Linked DNA regions of Zea mays: regions 1 and 3 are each linked to region 2. The links are chromatin contacts, called in public Hi-C maps. All regions are on one chromosome and are shown on one strand. The core of a region is the stretch at or near the end of the contact, and the rest is flanking DNA. Distances in the headings are between cores, read along the strand shown. Region 1 holds the start of LOC100303813 (putative magnesium transporter NIPA8). Region 2 holds the start of LOC100217023 (putative BOI-related E3 ubiquitin-protein ligase 2). Region 3 holds the start of LOC100276641.

Region 1 (2,700 bases), core at 89-2,588, 340 kb before region 2:
ATATTGCATAAAAAACCACTTTGTGTCTTTGCATTTCGGGTAGTTCGGGTACCGAGTAACATTACTCGAACTACCCACAATAAATTTGAGTTTTTATTATTGCTACCCAAAATTGTGATTGGGTATTTCGAGTTCGGGTAATTCGGATTCGGGTTCATGATTCCAATATCGGTATTTTGCCCACCCCTAGTGCCAGGCACATTTAATGTGGCCAGTCGCTTATGACAGGTTTAGGATTCTGGTATTGGGTATTTTGCTCACCCCTGTGCCAGACACAATTAATGTGGTTAGTCACTTACGACGGGTCAGTCCTAGACCAGACGCGGAATCTACTCGATTGACTTCCTATCGATCCGTCTGACCTCCCTTCTCCGTTTCATCCGACTCTAGGATCATGCCCCGAGACTATCCGGAAGCAGGTCCTTTCGAGGCAGATCTTTCCTTCGTTCTTCTGCTGACTAGTTCAATATGATGCAACACATGATATGCGTTCTAACCATTTCAATTCTCCAACCTTTTCAAGTCCCCAAATTCTGAGGTCCACTTGATTTCGCACTTCATCTCTAGGATTCAAATTTTCTTGGTACTCTTCATGTTTAAAATGTTTTTCCTCTGGCAGCCAAACTTATGTGCCTCGTTCTCTACCATCTCGAGTTATTCACGGTGCTACTTTTTAAATTTGTTAGCACTTAACGATTATATGCTTGAAGATTACTATTACATTTTCTTAAAATTATTAGTCTATAATTAGTTCGAGTTTATGTGAACTTTAGAAATTTATAACGGTGTCCGGGCTTTAATTATAGACTAGACCAGCTCCGCCACGGTTGGAACCACAGTTGAAAGTGCAACGACAACGTAGAAAGCTGAACGAACCTCCTTCCCTCAAAGCCGGTGGCTTAGCTTAATTGTTCCTCAAAGCTGGCATCAGAATTTTGCAAATGAAGCAAAAGATGCTCCGACGACGGTGAAACGAAAGTCCAACCCCCAACCGATGCTGAGACCGACCCTTGTTCCACTCGCAGGACACTTCGATTTTAAAAATCCATTAAAATAAATGAAACCTTTTGAGCACCGAATTAATCCACATGGCCACGCAACAAGCTGTTGCGACGTAGCTGTTTGAAAACCGAGGCGTGAGACCCGCTGGCCGCTGCAAGCTGCCCTGTCTGTCTCTGGCTGTTCCCTTTCCTGGCCCCATCCTCCCGGGCCGCGAGATCGAGATCCGACGGCGCACGCGAATCTTTGCCTGCCCACCACCTCTTGTCCTCTTGTTACTTTTCCTTGTTCCATTTCCTTTCAGCGTGCGCGCTCTATCTCCCTAGCTCCCTCCCCTCCCGAGATCTCCTCTCTTCTTCCCTCCCTCCCTCCCTTCTCTCTTGGCGACGTTTACGCTCACCAGCGCCAGGTACGCGGGTCTTTTTCGGCCGAGGTCGCTGCCGCCCCACGCCAGGTGGTCAGGTCTTCTCCGGTCCCTTCGCCGGCGACGTGCACCACCAGGTACGCCCACCCTTTGGCCTTCCTTTCCTGCTGTGCGAAACCGAGCACCCAAACCCTAACTTGCTATCTGTATTCGGATCTGATCTGATTACAAACTTTATATGCATGCCTACGAGCTTCGATTGTTTTGCAAAAATTATCTGGGGTCCGCCCCCTGGTGCTACACATGCTCTTTGCCTCTTTGAATGCCTCCTGGAATGACCCTATCTTCAAATGACCATTGGAACAACATCTCGATTGTGTGTGTCTGACGATGACATTTGTGTCTTGTTTTGCAGGCTGAGCTCCACAGTGGTTCTTGCAGAGGTTTCAGGTTTGTAACAGACTGCTGGGGTGAATACACCTACTCAAAAAAAAAAAAAGAGAGAAAATGGGAAAGAGACAAAGTTCTCGATGAATTGAAGTCCATATGTCAAAAACAAGAGCAAGGAGCTGTTGTACAAGGGGCTTGTGGAAGGAGCATATCATATATTTGTAGGAGATAACTTTGCACTTGACTCATGGGCGATTGGATTATAGGGGCGTTGATAAACATCGTGGGAAGTGTTGCCATAAACTTTGGTACTAACCTTCTGAAGTTGGGCCATGATCAGGTGGATATTATATGTTTTTGAATTGTGCTCCTTGTTCTTACTTGTAATATACTTCATATATGTGTTCCAGTGAAAAGATCAAGGAGAACATACATGTGGGTGCCCTAGTTTGACCCATTTGGTCAGCTGAGGAGAAAACACCTTTAGTCTAAATCCATTTTCTTTTAAAAAAGAAAGCAAAAAAACTGAACCCTAGTAACATCCTTTTTTTTGTAACCAGATGACCTAGCCATTTCATCTATGTTTTATAGCCTTTATGAGGAAATGTTGCATTAACTGATTAGGATCTTCATTGGCTAGTTAGCTATTTCTAGTGCACCTGAAGGTACTGTTAACAATAAATTGTGCATTTGATGACAAACTGTAGGACAGTAGATCAAATATAGCTTGATTCCCCAGCCCAATTTCGGTAGCTTTGTAGCTAACCTTTGCTGTGGTATTTGAACATTGTCTACATTAATGCTTAACATCCTTTGAAATCAATGTGATTGTAGCTGTTTTTATGCGCAAAAAAAAAGAAGGAACAACCGTTTTATGGCTATGAGAAACTAGCCAGTAGATAAGAAGAAACAGGCACCCAATCACATGTTGAAGAGATCTTGCACTT
Region 2 (2,700 bases), core at 147-2,646:
CCCAAACAATTGCACAGTAACCTCCAGCAGGGCGGTCAGCAGAATGATTTTCGCGCGTCATTTCTATCGGGCCCATGGATGTCCTCCACCACCTCTTCCACTTGGTTCTCGTTTCGTGATGCCTCCTTCAATTCGAAGCGAACGCGGTGGCACGGGCCATGGATGAATGAATCAGGAGAGGAGGACGTGGAGCGAGCCGTTCTTGGTGGCCGCGCACACGGGGCACGCCTCGCCAGCCGCCGCCTCGCACCCGCGGCACAGGCACAGGTGCCGGCACGGCAGCAGCAGCACGCACGCCTCCGCGTCGCCGCACGACCTGCACGCCCTCGTCCGCCCGCCGGACGCCTCGTCGGCTCCCTGTTCCTGCTCCACCAGGTCGAAGCAGCACGACTGCGCGTCCTCGACGTCGCCCTCGCCAGCGCATGGCGCCTGCGCCTGCGTGAGGCTGTCGAGCGTGGCGCGTAGCCCCGCGGCGACGCCCTGCCACGCCTGCCCCTCGGCCACCGTCTGCCGGAGCCTGTCGTCGAGCTCCGCGTTGCGCGCCAGCGCGCGCTCCAGCCCGGCCTCCGCCGCCCTCAGGCGCCGCGCCGCGCCGCGTCCCACCGCGGACAGCACGGCGCGGGCGTGCCGGCGCCGCGCGTCCTGGAGCCCTGCCTGCAGCCGCTCAGTCTGCGCCGCACAGACCAATCAATTGTTAGACCTCCGAACAAGGAGCATCGACAAGCGTTCCCCCGACAAAAAAAAAGGGTCAAGGATCCGACCTCGACGCGGAGAAGCAGGTCGATCTCGACGCTGTGGCGGTAGATGTGCGGGAGGAGGCCCTGCGACACTGGCGCGGCGCTAGCCGGTCGCTGGCTGGTGGACGCGGAGCCAGAGCAGAGCGCCCTGCTCTGCACGCCCCCCGCGGACGCCAACGCCTGCGGCACCGGGGGCAGCAGAGCGCGCTGGCCTTGCAGTTGCAGGTCCATAGTCACACGAGCGCGCTTCCTTGCGCCGCCGAGGCAACCTCTGCCGTGGCTGTTGCCGTTGCGGGTGAGGCCGCTGAGCGCCGTGTTGCCGCCAGCCGCGGGTGCGGGGTCGGCGTCGGCGACGAGGAACGCCGACGCGCTCGTGGCGTTGTCCAGCGCTGGGCAGCTGCGGAACAAGGCGAGCACGCGGGTGACGATGGGCGCAGCGGCGACGTTGCGGTGGTTTCGGCGATGGCGGACGGATTAATATAGATAGAAGGAGAAGATTAATAGGAGGAGCGGATTCAGGAGTCAGGACGACGAGACGAACCTGGGGATGGCGCGGAGGTCATGTGGGAAGGCGTGGGCGTGGTACTGCGCGTGCACGGCCATGGCACGAGGCGCGGGGGGAGGATGGTTTCCTACGCGCCGCGGCGGATCGGATCGATCACGTAGTAAAGCTTGGGCGGTGGGAGTGCAGTGGGACGACAAGCCGAGGGGGGCACGAGCTAGGCTATATATGGCACTCAGGGCGATGGAGACATGGAGTTTAGCGGTCAGCTGATGAGGAAGACACGTCGCCGACCCGGCGTGCGGCGGGACCATGAACAAAACACCCCTAGCTAGGCTACGTCAGATGCTGGATATCACACCACGGCAGCGCGATGCTCTCATGCGCTGATCTGATACCCTGCCTTTTCGTTTCTGTCCACTTTCTCTGTCCGCGCTTTAATAATTTTGAATCGCTTACCATCCATACCCGCCGGGCCTTAGCTTTGTGACGCAGCAATGGTGAAAGGACGTGGGGGCATGAGCTAGGGATGCCTCCCCTTTGGCTGTGCCCTTTTATGCTCCCTGTTCTTTGCTTTGAGGACAAGTGAAAGTGTGTCTATACACGGCTCACTTGTATTCATTCCGAGCGGTGGGCGGTGGCGCAAGCTAGTAAAAGGCCGCCTAAACCCAACCCAACACGACGCAATCGTCGTTTCAAATGTCCGGGACCGTTTGGATCACAAGGCAGTTGAATTATTATGATCCGAATTATATAAAGGATTATTATGGTCGGATAATGCTTCCGTTTGTAAACTTGTGCTAGATCACCATGCTTGGTACAACCAGTGGCGGGCACAGGACTAAAATTAAGGATGTGTTAGTATAACAAAAAAAATACTCCCTCTGACCTCTGTCCTAATATACAATTTGCTTTAACCTTTTTACTTTTATGTGCATATTTAAGTAGATGACAATAAATCTAGGCACATAAATAATTCACCTCAATCTTCACCTCTCTTCGACTATATGTCGTCTGGAGGCGTCTTAGGTGGCATACTGATCCCAAGATAAACACTAGGATTTCTCCTCTCTGACAGGTCTCTCTTGAGGGTCAGATCTAGGTGCTGTTGATGAACGCCACTGCCTCTGCACACATACGGACCGTCCGACCATCAGACGTGGATCGTCCAGCTTGACATAGAGAAGACCAGCTCGTGCTACAGGTCACATACCGTTCGCGCTGCCGCACAGAGCACCTATAGCTTGCAGTGATTGGCGTCCAGATCAGTGACGTTCTCAGTTTTGACTACCAAGAATTCATGGTAGCAAAGTTTCTCCATTTCAGACGACGATGGACCAAGAATTCAAGGCAACCTCATGTCGTACTCCCTGTTTCAGACGACTAGGAAATATATATAAGATGTACGTACTTTTGCTGAACAAAAGTAGGCACAAGGATTTGACCGGCGCTGTCTGATCT
Region 3 (2,700 bases), core at 157-2,656, 370 kb after region 2:
TATACTCAGATTCTCCCCACAGCCAGATTCTCACCACAGCCAGATTTTCAGAAAAGCTGGTCAGAAAAAAGCTGAACCAAACAGGTACCAAACCGGCCACTGATTGAAGATCTTTTATGTACGGGTACGAACTCTTCACCGAAGAAACACAGACCATGAGTCCATGACCATCACACCACAGACAGAAGGACACAACAAGGGTGATGATACTTCAATACTAGTAGCACGTAGAATGGTAAAGAGAGGCAATTAATTACATGGAAAGGCATCCAGTTTAACCTTCTCCCCAAATCAGGATCCAGTTCACCAGTTGAGAGGAGCAGCGGTAGCAGTGGCAGGAGGAGGAGAGTCTCGTCTTGGCAAGGAAGAAGGCGGGACGGCCGGCAATCAGGAATTTAGAACCACAACCAGCACGAAGGGAGGAAACGGGTAGGGGGGAAGAGGCAAAACAGCGCGGATCACAACAAGAGGGAATAATAGCTTCACTCCTTTCCTTCTGACAGACTGACACGACAAGTATATCCCATCATCTTCTCACTTTCCCCACGCCTCGCCCGTCTTTGGCCTCGGACACTCACAGGGCCTCGACGGTGCGGGAGGAAGCGGAAGACGAGACGCCCTGCGCCGGCGCGGCGGGGGAGGCCGGCGGGGACGGGTGCGGGTGGCCGTGGCCGTGGCCCTGGGAGTTGGTGCGGTGGAGCCGGCACTTGAACGACCCGGCGTGGGTCGCGGGCGCGCACACGCACTTGGCCCCGCCGCCGCCGCCGCCGTGGCTGTGGCCCGCGGAGGACGCGGAGGAGAAGCTGCGCCGGAAGTTGCGCGGCGATGCCGCCGCCGCCGCCGCGCCGCCCGTCGGGGTCGTGCTGGTGCTGTGGCTGTGAGGGCCGTGGAACCGTCCCTCCTCGCCCGTCGTGTCCACGTAGTTGGACGCCATCGATCGCTTTTTCTTCCTCCCCGCTCTCTGATCTGCTGCACATGCCAGGACATAGGCCATCATCAGCCAGCGGCGCAACGCGACATCCAGAAGGCAAGGCAAGGCAAGCCGCAATACTTAAATGCGGGGGGAAAATAAATAAATTGAAATCCAGGAGTAAAGATCCTTGTGCGTAACGCAGCGAACGGCACAGGGAAACAAATTAACTGCGTTCGTAAATTCAACTTAAGAGGATGTTGCTGTATCCTCCACTACGACCGAACGAACCCAGGCTATCGTTCGTTCAGTGACGTCCCAGTTTTTACAGTTGCACAAGACTCACTTTCGGTTTCAGGGTTAACATAATATAAGCGAGATTTCTTAGCGTCTCATCAGGAGTACTACTAGTAGATAAGATCAAGCGAGGACAGGAGAGAGGAGGCTACCTACGGACGAAGACGACGGCGGCGGCGGCGGAAGAAGACGGCAGCAGGCTCACAGAGCGGCAAACTGCGTTATCCAGGCCTTGGCGCCCGTTTTATAGCCGGCGAGAGGTCAGAGCAGAGGTGCCCGCGGGCAGGCCGGGTAGGGGCTGCCCGGGAATCCCTCCGCCAACCCAACCCGTGGGCCCCTCGGGCCCACAGGCCATCGGCGCACAGCCCTTCACCCTCGCTGGGCTGGATCCAAACGAGGACGCCGATGCCCTCCGGTGCGGTGTAACCGCTGCCCCCCCTCCCCCACCCCGGATCTCGTCGTTTGCGCGGCAACGGATTTGGATCCATTCGGGCCCGGCGGAGAGGACACGCTCCTGGCCTGCTGCTACGTGCGCACTGCCTAGTTTTACACGCGTACTTGTGGGTATTGTACTCCTTGTATATCTTTACTGCTTTTATTATCTGCATCAGTTTATTCACTCGTCCACATATTCAAACTCTATTATACAAACGATGGACCAAAATCTCTACCGCGATCTTTCGCGGCGATGGAGACGGAGATTTTTCCTCCTATGCAAACAGGGAAGATAAGGATATATACAATCAAGATAGAGAAAAATATATCACAAGCTTGTACTGCGGGCTGCAGGCTGCAGCAACGTACGTACTGCCTACTTGGATCTCCTGCTCCACCGGTTTTTCAACGGAGCAATACAAGCGCCGTCCCGCTCTGACGCTTCCCGGGCCACTAGTACCGTCCCGCCGGTGACCGACGTACCGATCGATTGTGACTGTGTGGATGCGGCCTCCCCTACCCCGCACCGCAGTGACGGGATAGCCGGTAGCCACGGCGCCGCCACGACGCCGGACGGTGCCGAAGTCCTCTCCCACGTCTAGTGTGACGATAGGTTATATAATGTATACTATAAAATTTAAAGATCAATTTAGGATCAGATTTTATTTCTATTTTATTTTTCAACTAGAAATAATTTAAAACTTAATAAATTATAAAGAAACATTTAAATCACAATCTATTATCATCTCTACCACGTGAGGTCACTCTTCTACACGCGAATTTTAGGCCGAACGGGTCGGCAAGCCCCGATGGCTGCGCGCCGGCTTCCGCGTGGTCAGCAGGACGGTGAACCCTGGGTCCAAAGCCGCTCCTGCGAGCCACCACCAACGTCGATGGACGGTGCGTGGCAGGTGGCACCTCACGGAATCACACGGTCGGTACTCGGTGGGCGATGCCTCCTCCGCGGCTCCGCAGCGTCTCCGGATGCCTTCAGCCCGGCTCAGCGGCGCATGCGACTTCCTCGTCCTGACGTCTGATTTTCTGAGGCAGCCATCCAA

Evidence for each region. A called contact is a pair of places that touch in the nucleus more often than the background predicts.
Region 1: a Hi-C map of leaf shows a contact between it and region 2, with 5 times the contacts expected there. The contact joins the promoter of LOC100303813 here to the promoter of LOC100217023 in region 2. A contact is called at or near these places in 2 of 25 Hi-C or Micro-C datasets (leaf and tassel).
Region 3: a contact with region 2 is called in a Hi-C map of endosperm, with 2.7 times the contacts expected there. The contact joins the promoter of LOC100276641 here to the promoter of LOC100217023 in region 2. A contact is called at or near these places in 3 of 25 Hi-C or Micro-C datasets (bundle sheath, ear and endosperm).

The regions. Positions count from the first base shown.
Region 1 is chr5:170,183,227-170,185,926 of Zm-B73-REFERENCE-NAM-5.0, forward strand. It overlaps LOC100303813 (putative magnesium transporter NIPA8), which reads left to right and starts at 1,339. Exons shown (of 14, transcript NM_001165443.1): 1 at 1,339-1,500; 2 at 1,779-2,093. The coding sequence starts at 2,001.
Region 2 is chr5:170,519,112-170,521,811 of Zm-B73-REFERENCE-NAM-5.0, forward strand. It overlaps LOC100217023 (putative BOI-related E3 ubiquitin-protein ligase 2), which reads right to left and starts at 1,397. Exons shown (of 3, transcript NM_001143397.1): 1 at 1,279-1,397; 2 at 762-1,134; 3 at 1-669. The coding sequence starts at 1,340. The coding sequence ends at 172.
Region 3 is chr5:170,884,516-170,887,215 of Zm-B73-REFERENCE-NAM-5.0, forward strand. It overlaps LOC100276641, which reads right to left and starts at 1,407. Exons shown (of 1, transcript NM_001174570.1): 1 at 65-1,407. The coding sequence starts at 977. The coding sequence ends at 483.